Regions from separate parts of the Mus musculus genome. Here region 1 is linked to region 2. Evidence: chromatin contacts called from public HiChIP or PLAC-seq data. All regions are on one chromosome and are shown on one strand. The core of a region is the stretch at or near the end of the contact, and the rest is flanking DNA. Distances in the headings are between cores, read along the strand shown.

Evidence for each region. HiChIP or PLAC-seq counts read pairs in DNA pulled down with a chosen protein or histone mark.
Region 1: an H3K4me3 HiChIP or PLAC-seq map of the SCID.adh cell line shows a contact between it and region 2, with 15 read pairs. The contact joins the promoter of Atad2 here to the enhancer-like site in region 2. A contact is called at or near these places in 4 of 39 promoter capture datasets (3T3-L1-derived adipocytes, fetal liver, hippocampal neurons and 1 more), 2 of 115 datasets of contacts at active chromatin or transcription factors (the SCID.adh cell line and embryonic stem cells) and 2 of 9 other capture datasets (adipose tissue and pancreatic islet).

What each region holds. Positions count from the first base shown.
Region 1 is chr15:58,133,599-58,139,389 of GRCm38.p6, forward strand. It overlaps Atad2 (ATPase family, AAA domain containing 2), which reads right to left and starts at 1,484. Exons shown (of 28, transcript NM_027435.2): 1 at 1,209-1,484. The coding sequence starts at 1,376.
Region 2 is chr15:58,046,845-58,052,897 of GRCm38.p6, forward strand. It overlaps Zhx1 (zinc fingers and homeoboxes 1), which reads right to left. Exons shown (of 4, transcript NM_009572.4): 3 at 5,380-6,053; 4 at 159-1,941. The coding sequence ends at 5,383. Among named protein-coding and RNA genes, the nearest start is that of Gm22299, 8.2 kb to the left of the region's middle. Within about 2 kb of position 3,402, at least 25 of the 459 cell types and tissues checked have an H3K27ac peak or open chromatin away from gene starts, as enhancers often do. A contact at or near this core is called in the SCID.adh cell line and adipose tissue, where this site is marked.

The sequences.
Region 1 (5,791 bases), core at 234-2,733, 85 kb after region 2:
AAGCCGGGTGTGGTGACGCACGCCTTTGATACCAGCACTCAGGAGGCAGAAGCAAGCGGATTTCTGAGTTCGAGGCCAGCCTGGTCTACAAAGTGAGTTCCAGGACAGCCAGGGCTACACAGAGAAACCCTGTCTCAAAAAAAAAAAAAAAAAAAAAAAAAAAAAAAAAAAAACCAAACCAAAACAAAGCAAACAAACGAAGACTGTTTCATCCCAGTCCCCAAGGAAGCTACGTCTGTCTACAAGTGATTCACTTTATATAGTGCCAATACAAGATTAGGGTTGTCTGAACTAAGTGGACACTGCTGTGTCACTCCCAGCGCAGCGCTCCTGATCAGACTTCCAGTCTCCTGACCAGCTACGCGTCTGTTTTCCTACTCCCTCACTGCAACCGGACCATCACTACCGGTTTCGGAAACTTTAGTGTTTCTTCCTCAACCTCAACCTTTTTGGTGAACGCTGTCCCCGCTGTCCCCCTTCCACCACCGCCGAAGCCGGGCGATGTGTAATCTCTCCGCACTGGTCCCAGTGATGGGCAAGAAGCATTTGCAAACCTCCCACTACAGAGACTGTAAATGCAGCATGAAGCTGCCAGAAAAGGAAAGCTGTGGGAGGCACAAAAAACCGAAGTTCCAATTCCAGAACTGTCTACCACTCTCTGTTTACCTTTCTGGAGCCCATGTCTTCATCTGTCACACCGATAACCACCAACCAGAAGGTCCTCTAAGGCTTGTCAAGAGACTTAAAGTGCAACCACGCAATGTCGCCGTTCGTCCCTCCATATTATGCAACCTGATATTTTACTTCGCTTGAGTCTCACGATGGAACCTCCCTGGACCGTACATGGAGGTCAGTGGACTCTTTACTGTCTGGGCCCACAACTCAAGATGCTCCCGTGCACGCGCTCCAGCAGTCAGGGGGTTCGCACTCCCCTGACTGACGCGACCCGGGGAAGGAACCGGGAAGGAGGTGATGGGGGGAGCACAAGGTCGGCCCAAAGCTCCTCCGCTCGGCCCTACGCAGCGCTTCGGCTCTAGGTTTCCTCTTGCGTAGAAAGAGGTGGCGACCAACTTGCTCTGCCCGCTTCCAGCCAGTTCTGTCTTTCCAGAACCTTCCACCTCGCTGGTCCACGACAGCCCACTACCCCAGAGCGGGGCGCGCGTCTCCAACCCGGGGCCCAAAGCTCCCCGCCCTAGGTCGGTACTCACGCCCGCCGCCTTGGACGCCGTCGATTTCCTCCCGGCTCGGCGCAATCTGGGCCGCCTCCCGCCGCTGTCCTGCAGGCTGAGGAACTCACTGGACAGGTCCAGAGAGTCGGTGGCCGAGGAGGTGGTGGAGCGACTGTGCAGCTCCAGGCTGCTGCGGAGGACCACCATGGTGCCCCGCTTGCAGAAGCCGGAACCCGAGGCGGGGGAAGTGGAGAACCTGGCTCCGGAGGAGGCTGCTCAGGCGCTCACGCGCTCTGAATTCTGGCGCCACAAACTGCGCGCCCAGCGGCCGCAGCGTACGCGCGCCGAATCCCTCCGCCGCCGGCCACGCCTCCTGACCCCACCCCCAGATCGACGAACCCGAAATTCTCCTCCAATCCGAAGAGCGCGGGAACCGGAGCCGACGCGAACCGAGGCGCCAGCGAACCGCGTCGAGCCCCCTCACAGGAATTTGCGACGTCGTTCTTCCAGCTGTAGTTCCGGCTCTCCGCCCTCAGTGGAAGGAGACGGAGAGAGCGGTGCAGCGTCTTGTTTGGAATTTTGGCGCGTGGAGGCGGAAGGGCCCTTTGGCTCCCTGCCGGCGGCTTCCCGCCATCTAGGCTTCAAACGCCAGAAAAAAAAGGTCCTTAAACCAAGCACTTTGCCTCCGATAGGTTTGACTTTGAGACTTGAAGAGGTTTTTATTGATGAACTAACAAAAATAAACTGCACGAAAGAAAGAAAATATAATGGTCCTTAAAGACAGCTAAAAGAACTGGCAACAGCTATTGGGATAGAATGAGTCATATAAACTTACCCGGGATTAAAAAAAAAAAAAGCTAACTTGTAAAGTAATTACGACATAAAGTTAATGGCCAGTCACCTTATAAATGATCAAATTCTTTCCTGTGCTCAGAATGGTTTGTAGTCGTGCTAGGTACAAATGTAATTCATTTACAGAGACAAGCTTTTGCTGTGTCTATTTTGTCAAGGTTAAGCGTAAAAAAAGTAATTAAATGCAACATTTTTTTTTTAATTAGGGGTATACATAATAGATTATATGATGGCTCTCAAACCCCTCAAAGAGATCTGCTGACTGACATTTTTATTTTATTTATTTACTTATTTATTTATTTTTTTTTTGTTTTGTTTTGTTTTTCGGGACAGGGTTTCTCTGTATAACCCTGGCTGTCCTGGAACTCACTCTGTAGACCAGGCTTGGCCTCGAACTCAGAAATCTGCCTGTCTCTGCCTCCCAAGTGCTGGGATTAAAGGCGTGTGCCACCACGCCCGGCTTCTGACTGACATTTTAAGGTGTTTCATGAAAATGGCTTCCCCCGGCAGACAATACCAGCTCTGCTAGCCTCAGCTGAGGAAGATGAGCAGTAACAGACTCCACCTGGACCTGCTTCCCAGATGCTAACTGGCCACTTGGCAAAGAACTACCCCATCCCTCACCCACTGCCAGAGCCCAGTCCAAACTGTGGACACGGGTTGACTGCTCTACCCTGCCTTGCAAAGGTACCTCAGCTCCCCAGAATTCCTCCTCCGCAGAAAAATCTCTCAGACCTTCTGGGTCTGACATAAGGCCGATGATAGGACCCTCTGTGGCAGCTGGTGGTGGAAGACTGACAACCTCTGCCCCAAACAAAGCCATCAAGATCACCATGGAGTAGCCCAGGGTGGCTGTCTACGTAACAGATAAATCACCTCTGTCATTCTTAATTGATACAGAGGCCATTTGGCATTAAAAATAAATAAATAAAAAGCTTTGTTAAACAAGAGATATAAATGTCCCAATTCAATAGGAACAGATTCCATTGAACTTCTAACCTTTCCAGCCCTGGCCCATTTTGATTTGAGGTACTCTCTTAATAAACAGTTTCTGTAGCTGGCAGTGGTGGTTCATTCACGCCTTTAATCCCAGCACTCAGGAGGCAGAGGCAGGTGGATCTCATGAGTAGTAGGCCAGCCTGGTTTATAAGACTACACACAAAAAAAACTTTTTTCTAAAACAAAACGTGTGTATGTATGTATGTAGTAGCAGTTTCTGTTTCTACCACTATCCACATATCCCTGTCTCAATTCTTTGTTCTGAGGCAGAAGAAACTGGAGATCCCAGTGGGCATTTAGTTGGACCTTGATATTCATCTATAATACTCCTGTTTTCTACCCCTTGAGTGCTGAATTACACATCTGTACCATCACACCATTTATGTGGTGCCTGGGATTGAATCAAGAGTTTCTTTCCTTCTTTCTTTCTTTTAAGATTTATTTATTTATTATGTGTAACAGACTCCACCTGGACCTGCTTCAAGTGTGATAACTGGCTGTCTTCAGACACTGCAGAAAAGGCCATCAGATCTTATTATGGATGGGTCTGAGCCACCATGTGGTTGCTGGGATTTGAACCCAAGACCTTCGGAAAAGCAGTCAGTGCTCTTAGCGGCCTAGCCATCTCTCCAGCCCAAATCAAGTGTTTCTTGCATGAAGGGCAAACATTCTACCAACGGATCTACATCTCCAGCCATCAGTAACCCCCCCCCCCCAAAAAAAGGATCTATGCCAGGCCTAATGCTTAGACTTTGCTCACGTGATAGCAACATAGTAACCTCTGCTTTAAGAGACCTGACAAAACATTAACATAGTTTCTAGCAGTTGTATCAGTAAGATGAATTCCTGTCGGTTCTCCTGCCCCTATTAACACTACTGCTTGGGAAAGCTAAACACTGGCAGGAGATTTGTTTTTGTCAACATTGATAGGCTCTGACATCCCCTCCCCGCAGAACATTCACTAAAAAGATCTGTCAATGTTTGTCTTTTACAATCCAGAAGTCTCTCAATGGCCCTTAAAGGAAGAGCCATTCCTTTCTAATGGAATCGTCAGGAAAGTCACAACTGACTGTTGAAGTCTCTTTGGGAGGACTATACTTCAAGTAACTAATGGTAACTTACATGATTATGTGCCGGCAACTACTAAGTTCATCATATAGACAAACTCAATCCTTGTAGCAAACCTATTTTTAACCTCAGTTTTACAGATGTGGAAACAGGCATGGGGAGGATGTTGCAGAAGCTCTGCTCAAGGGCACATATCTATTAACTGGTAGAATCTGCTACTTATGTCCAAAGTCTAGGTGTCTAGGTGTGATAATGTGCCAGCAATTCTAGCACTCAGGAGGTAGAGAGAGCAAGGAGGATATGTCAAGGCCATTCTTGACTACACAGTAAGTTCAAGACAAATGTGGGCGATATGAAATCCCATGTCCCCACCACCTTTGCACATATGCCTCAAAATAATCAGTAGACAACCACAGGTTAGGCAGCAGTTGAATACAAAGTAAATACAAAATAGAGACATACTCTGTATGCAGCTAAAGCTGGTGTGCTGGTTTGAAAATGCTTGGTTCTGGGATGACACTATTAGGAGAAGGTGTGACCTTGTTAGAAGAGGTGTGGCATTGTATGGGGTGGGCTGGACACCAGGGACTGCAAGAATATGGATTTGGAAAGTATTGGCATGCTTTGAGTGGGGCTTAATGGGAAATCCTAGTAGGAATATGGAAGACATTGGTGCTGAGTATGGTTTGGACTGTAGGGACCTGGCTCAAGAAGTGTCAGAGATTTTTTTTTTAAGATTTATTCATTTTATGTATATTGAGTATAGTCACTATCTTCAGACACACCAGAAAAGAGCACCAGATTTCATTACACATGGTTGTAAGCCACCATGTGGTTGCTAGGAATTGAACTCAGGACCTCTGGAAGATCGGTCAGTGCTCTTAACCACTGAGCCATCTCTCCAGCCCCAGAGAAAGTTAATATGTGGCCTAGAGACTGTTTTTGTGATAGTTTGGTGAAGAATGTGGCTGCTTTTGTCCATGTCTGAAGAATCTGCCTGAGGCTAAGGCTAAAGTGAAGAGAATCCGATTAATTGCACTGACAAAGGAAGTCTTAGAAAAGCCTTTATCCTCTGGCTCACTCTTGGTTTATTCATGAAGAGTGTTTTGAAAATACAGAATGTATGGTTCAAGTATTATAGGGCAGCAGGAAGTAAAATGAAGCAGAGTCCTAGAAATTAAGGGAGTGGTGGCCTCAAGGTAAGACTCCACTCCTCACTGTTTGTGTGTTTGCAGTAGAACAAGGAATAGGTATGCCATGTTAGGTGTTATTTCCTGGTTACTATTTTCTTTTTTTCTTTCTTTCTTTTTTTTTTTTTTTAACAACAGGAATCAATTTTTATTTATTTATTTATTTATTTATTTATTTATTTATTATATGTAAGTACACTGTAGCTGTCTTCAGACGCACCAGAAGAGGGCATCAGATCTCTGTTACAGGTGGTGAGCCACCATGTGGTTGCTGGGATTTGAACTTCGGACCTTTGGAAGAGCAGTCGGGTGCTCTTACCCCCTGAGCCATCTCACCAGCCCCTCCTGGTTACTATTTTCATTTGTATTTTTAACAATTCAGAAGTGGAGGGTACACTTGTGTATTTTCTTTAGAGAATTATTTATTTTGTTTCTATGAGTACACTATAGCTGTCTTCAGACACACCAGAAGTAGGCATCAGATCCTATTATAGATGGTTGTGAGCCACCATG
Region 2 (6,053 bases), core at 2,152-4,651:
AAAAAGTTTTGGAAATTACAGTGATGGTTGTGTAACACTGTGAATATAATTTAGTGCCATTAAACTGTATACTTAAAATTACAACAGCAACTTCTATCCATATTTTACCACTTTTTTTTAATAAAGCTGGCTCAATAGAAAAAAAATCACTCAAAAGAGCCCATTATTGCTAACTTTTATTTTGTATTCAAAGACATAGTCAACCAGGAAAGAAAAGCTCTTTTGCACTGTCGAATAAATGTATTTAAAAGCTAGCAAACATCAGAGCAGACTTTCATCCAGCCTACCAGTGAGATGGAAAAATCACAAAGTTATTTGCAGCTATACAAAGTTAGCATAGCACAAAGGAATCGTAATGTAAATATATTCAAATCCTTCATCTCCAATCCTTGACATCTCAAGGATTGAATCTTGAGAGCATTAAAATTACTGTCAAATAAAACTCAGACCACATTAGCAATGGTTTTAAAAAGGGAGCAATTTAATCATTATAATACAGAGTACTTTAAGAAGTTTTTAAATGTGTAAAAGAAAAACAGCTTAGTGCATTCAATTGTTACAGTCTTTACATCACTTCTTTTTTTAAAAAAAGTTAACAGTAGTATGAAAAAGCCACCCACAAAGCCAGCTGTCTGTGTGAAGAAATCAGCAAATTGCAGCATTTGGGAATTGCTAATAAAGCTATAGTTAAAAAATAAAAAGTTTATCAAAATGAAAGCAGCATGCATAGTCAAGGCTTTATCATAACATTTCTCATTAGCTGACAAACATTTAACCAAGAGCTTAGTATTTAGTATTCATTAAGTTAGACAAAACATGAACTGGCCAAACCCACTATGTGTGACCATCCAAAAAAAAATTTTTAAGTCCAAATCTAATAAAACTGACAATTTGTCCTGTGAGGAAAGCACAGATTGAAAAGTGGTCCTATGATCACAACAGAAAGGGTCCTTCCCAACACGACATCAGCACCAGGCTAGTGACAAGTCAGTAGGAACTCTGTCTTCTGCTGCGACATACTTACCGTTAAAAAGCCCCGATTCTTACACGAAAAGGTAATTTTTAACATGTTAGGTTCCGAATTCTTTTTCTCTGTTCACTGAAATTGTTACTACAAGGTAGAATTTCATGAAAAGTATTCCTGCAAACTCTGCCCTGAGCCTGTCTGGCGCCCGTGAGAAAGCGCACCACATGTATTTTACTGTGGACTGTTTTACACTTGGAACAGTATTAAGAGTCTCTCTGCTAAGTTCTTTCTCCCTTTGGGGTAGTATCTTCAGTTTAGTAAAAAGCAAGTCGGATCTGACAGAGGAGTCACACAGTGCTACAAATGGAGACAGTGTTCAGTGGAGGGTCTAGTCATGAAGGCCAGCAAGACCACAGGTCTTCCTGTCCTAACATAACAGGCACAGGCACACTGCAAACTGTGGAATTTTGGTGTAGGACCTGATAAATAAGACACAGAAGTAAAGTAGGGTTTGGTTCTCCTCTTTCATTTCTAACAACTTTTACTCTGTAAAATGTTTGGTCACTCAAAGCTGTAAGCTTAATCACGTCAAAGAATACAGGTAATACAGCCCATCTTACACAGCAGTAAGCTGGACTAGATGTGAGGACAAGCTCTAGTGGTCATTAACCCCTTAGAAAGTCAAAGATTCACAAGGTTTCCATCCTGTCAGAATAAAAATGGACTGTATTAAAATTTCATTTTTTACAGGTGTGTTTTAATTAGCGCTCTATATACATTGCGGAACTTCCCCCGACTGCAGCAGTTTGACTTTGGCACAACATCAAGTTCCATTTCTTTTGGACATTGGATTCTGTTTTGAGAGTATGTATGCCCCAAAGCATTTTCAGTGTCATCAGGATTAGTTGGGCCCATTCACAGTAATTCAGAGATCTTGAGTTGAAGAACTTATTCTCCTTCAGAATTTTAAGTAGCTATAAAAGAAAAACAAACAAAACCCTAAAATTTTAAAGACAACCACATTTTAATTTCTGCTTTTAGAATAAATAACCAGCTAGCATTAGTGCATTCTGCGTTCTCTTTAACATTGCAATCACTCACAGTGCAGTTTGTGTAAACCATGTGTGTGTTCCTCATGTGCCACATTTGCTTTTAGACATACGCCTTTCTGTAAGCATGTATAAAATTATTAGGAGGAAGATATTTCATTGTCGGTATTTGTAACATGAAGTCTAACAATTTATAGTATTTCTGCTTGTACACAAGGCTAACTTGTACAAAAGTTATATTTGTTTTGTGTTCTGCAGTATCTTTTTATCATATTCCTTTGTATATTCATCAAAGTTCATATTAAACAATGAGTTCTGGGTTGTAAAAGAGGAACTACTTTTATATCTGTCTTCTGTGGTTTTCTTTGCCTAGTTGCAATATTTTGGGACGGTTTGGTTTTTGTAAGCTAAATCATTTAAATAAAACTTTTAAGAGGAAACCTATACTGAATAGTTTTGTGAGAATTATCTTGTTAAATGAATTATAACATGCTAATTGATGTGGTTTATAATTTTACATTTCCAAGTATTTCTTAAATTGTATATATGAATGTCGGGCGTCGTGGTGCACGCCTTTAATCCCAGCACTTGGGAGGCAGAGGCAGTTGGATTTCTGAGTTCGAGGCCAGCCTGGTCTACAAAGTGAGTTCCAGGACAGCCAGGGCTACACAGAGAAACCCTGTCTCGAAAAACCAAAAAAAAAAAAAAATGTATATATGAACTATATGCTCTGCATAGATTCATGGGAGGGTGCACGTGTGCCAGCCATTGGTAGGTGTGTGTGGGGGGATGTGTTCTTCAGCTGATTTTTGCCTTAGTTTCAGAGACAAGCCAGCAAGTCTCTGATACAGCTACACTAGGTGGCCAGTGAGCTCCAGGTGTACATCTCTCCACCATCTATCTCTCCTCAGCGCTGGGGTTACTAGTACTGTGCCTGCAGAACAGGTGCTGGGGTCTGAACTCAGGCAAATGCTTTATCTACTGAACTGCTTTCCCAGCCCTGGCTTCTTTGTGTTTTAAAAGCAAAGGACACATATACTACATACAGCATAAAGTCTTAAAACCAGACTTAAGTGAATTTTATGACTATAATCAGTATCTGTAACTGTGTTATTATATAAGTGAAAGTCAGATCCAAGTAAACAGTGTGGAAAATTTCACCTATTTTTAGATGATTACCACTCCCCAGAAAATGACTGCAAAGGCTGCAACAATTCACTGCAGCAACAAATTTGTTGATGTAATCTTGGCGGAAGACATGTTCTTGTGTTTAGCAATTAAAAAAAAAAAAAGCCTGCTACAAATATTTTATGCATCTGGGTCAGAACAAAGCCTGTGGTGAAGTCTCTGACATGAGGAAGTGGAGGGCTAGATTTCAGGATAATGCTACAAAACTCTTGAGCTTCTTGTGACTTAAAATGATGACATGCTAGTCTCTGGCCTGCAATGAGACTTAGACTGTTGATGAAATAAGCAAAGCTTCATTCCATCTGATTTCTGTCTTAGGGATGTTAGTGATAAGAAACTGGGAAGGAACTGTTAATAAGCGAGACAAGTGTGTAGCATTTATTAAGGTCTCTATAAATAATTGCTAAAATAAACAAGCCAGGAAGATGCCTCCCGAGGATTAAGAAAATACTGTGTAGAATAAACGAGTACGCATGTAGGTTAGAGAGGAAAGAAGTCAAGGAAATAAGTACCTATGCTCACATACAAAATAATAATAAGAGTCTATGCCCCTCCCTCACTCAGTGATTTAAAACACAACAGCAATTGCTGACTAGATGCGATTTGAGCTACAGAGAGACAAACACAGGCATTTCATGACAACTAAACTGTTTTCAAAACAATGTGTTTTTATTCTGGAATATTCCCCAAACAAAGAACAGAAAAGAATAAAACCATGTTCCTGAATTCCAAAAGAATTAAGAATTGAAGTTCTGGGCTGAGAATGTAGCTTAGTGCTAGAATGCTTGCCTGGCATAAACAATCCCCTAGCTCACTCCCCAGTATTCAAACTCACATACAAAGAACTGAAGCCTAACTTTAGGTAACTACCTGCAACTATAGTAAATTTTTTATTTAATCTACAATCTATTAAGGATCATGCCAAAACTTTTAGTTAAACTGTATTCATTTGCACTATGAAGATTTTATATTGTTTTAAGAGAGGATCTTGCTATGTAGCCCAGGCTAGCCTCAAACTTGAACTCCTCCTGCCTCAGTTTCTTAATGTTAGGATTATGGGAATATGAAGCCACATCCGGCAGGAAATTTTTTTTAACCAAACAAAGTACTTACAATAAAGGAAGTTTATCTTATCCCAAAGAGCAAAAGATATTTTAGGTGACTGAGTTAATTTATATCAAATATGAAATCTCTTATCTGACTTTTGATTTAGGACAAAAAATTATATTGTAGTTACTCAAAAACAGATGCCACCTAAGCACTGGTGAGTTGATACAGGACCTAGACTAGGCCTTTGCCTTTTAACAGAAAATGATACTGAGCGTGCAATACATCTTAAACTCTATTAAAAGTCGGATAGCATTTTGAGAGCCAACAAGGAGAAACAAAGCACCTACTTTTATTTCAGTCTCCTCAAGCCCATGTGCCCTTGTGCTGTGCTCTCTCCCTTCAGTATACTTGCCCTTATTTTTAGCTTTTTTAAAAAAATTGTTTCCTTACATAGACAAAAATGAAGCATTAGTAGAGAGGAGGTTACAAGAAATACTTTTTAGTTACCTTTACTGTTTGTTTTCTGTTTCCCTTCTTCCTTTTCTTTGAAACAAACTAAAATGTTTTATATGGAAAATAAATAATTAAAGGGACATTAGAACAGTAAACCCTATACAATAATCAAGCTACACATAATAATAATACATGTCATGACTAGTGGCATGACTATACCTAACTAGTCCTCTTATTAGAAAAAAATAGTTTTTAAAAAACTTAGTGGAAGTAAAGATAAGGGCTAGGGAGATGGCTCAAGTCACCAAAGTGCTTGCATAAAAATATGCAAACCTGAGTTCAGATCCAAGGTCCCTCATAAGAGCCAGGCACAGCAGTGCACACCTCTATTCCTACTGAAGATGTAGCAAGAGGTGGATCCTTGGAGCTTTTGGAGGTCCCTGAACACCTAGTATTGCTAAATCAGTGAGCTTCAGATTCAGAAAGATGCTGTCCCAAAACTATGGCAGAGAGCAATAGAGGAAGACAGTATCAGCCTCTGGCCTACACATGCACACACATACATGCATGCACGCACGCACACACACACACACACACGTGAAGATGAGTGAACCAATAAGATAGCTTTTAAAACATGTATATGATGATAAACATGAAGGCTTAAACACTTACATTTCAGTCATCCGATTTAGAAAGCTTCCGCTTCACATGTCGTGGGGGTTCCCAAGTGTCACTATCATCTGTTTCTTCTTCATCTTCTTCCTGATCATCAACAACTTCATCTTCCTCCTCATTTTCCTCAAATAATTCTATACCTAACTCAGATCTTCTCTGTCTTTCTGCAAACCACTCTCTGACCTGCTCATAACCCATGTGTGATCTGTTGACAAGTTCATCAAGGTCTTGCTCATTAAGAAATTTGTGCTTCAGGTAATAATCCTTAAGTATTGCTGTTCCAGTTTTAAACTTTATAAGCGATGGTACCCTGTCCCAGGTGTTCATTCTTTTTCCACCTCTGGGCCGACCACGTGGTCTGCCCCTGCCCCTTCCTTTGGGTCTGCCTCTCCCTCTTCTCCTAAGGGAAGATAGACCATTCAAACTACTTGAATTGGAGCTTTGATAGTAGTAATACCATTTCAAGTTTCCATTCTTCCAAGCATAACGGGTATCCCCAAACCAACTAACTATATCTGTTCTGGCAAGGCCACTCTCTTCAGCCAGCTTGTCATACTCTTCTGCTGATGGCCACTGTGTTCGGACAAATGCACTTTTAAGCATGTGCAGCTGCTCTGGTGTTTTCTTACATATCTTGCCTGTCCCTCCTGACTTAGGTGCAACTGTTTCAT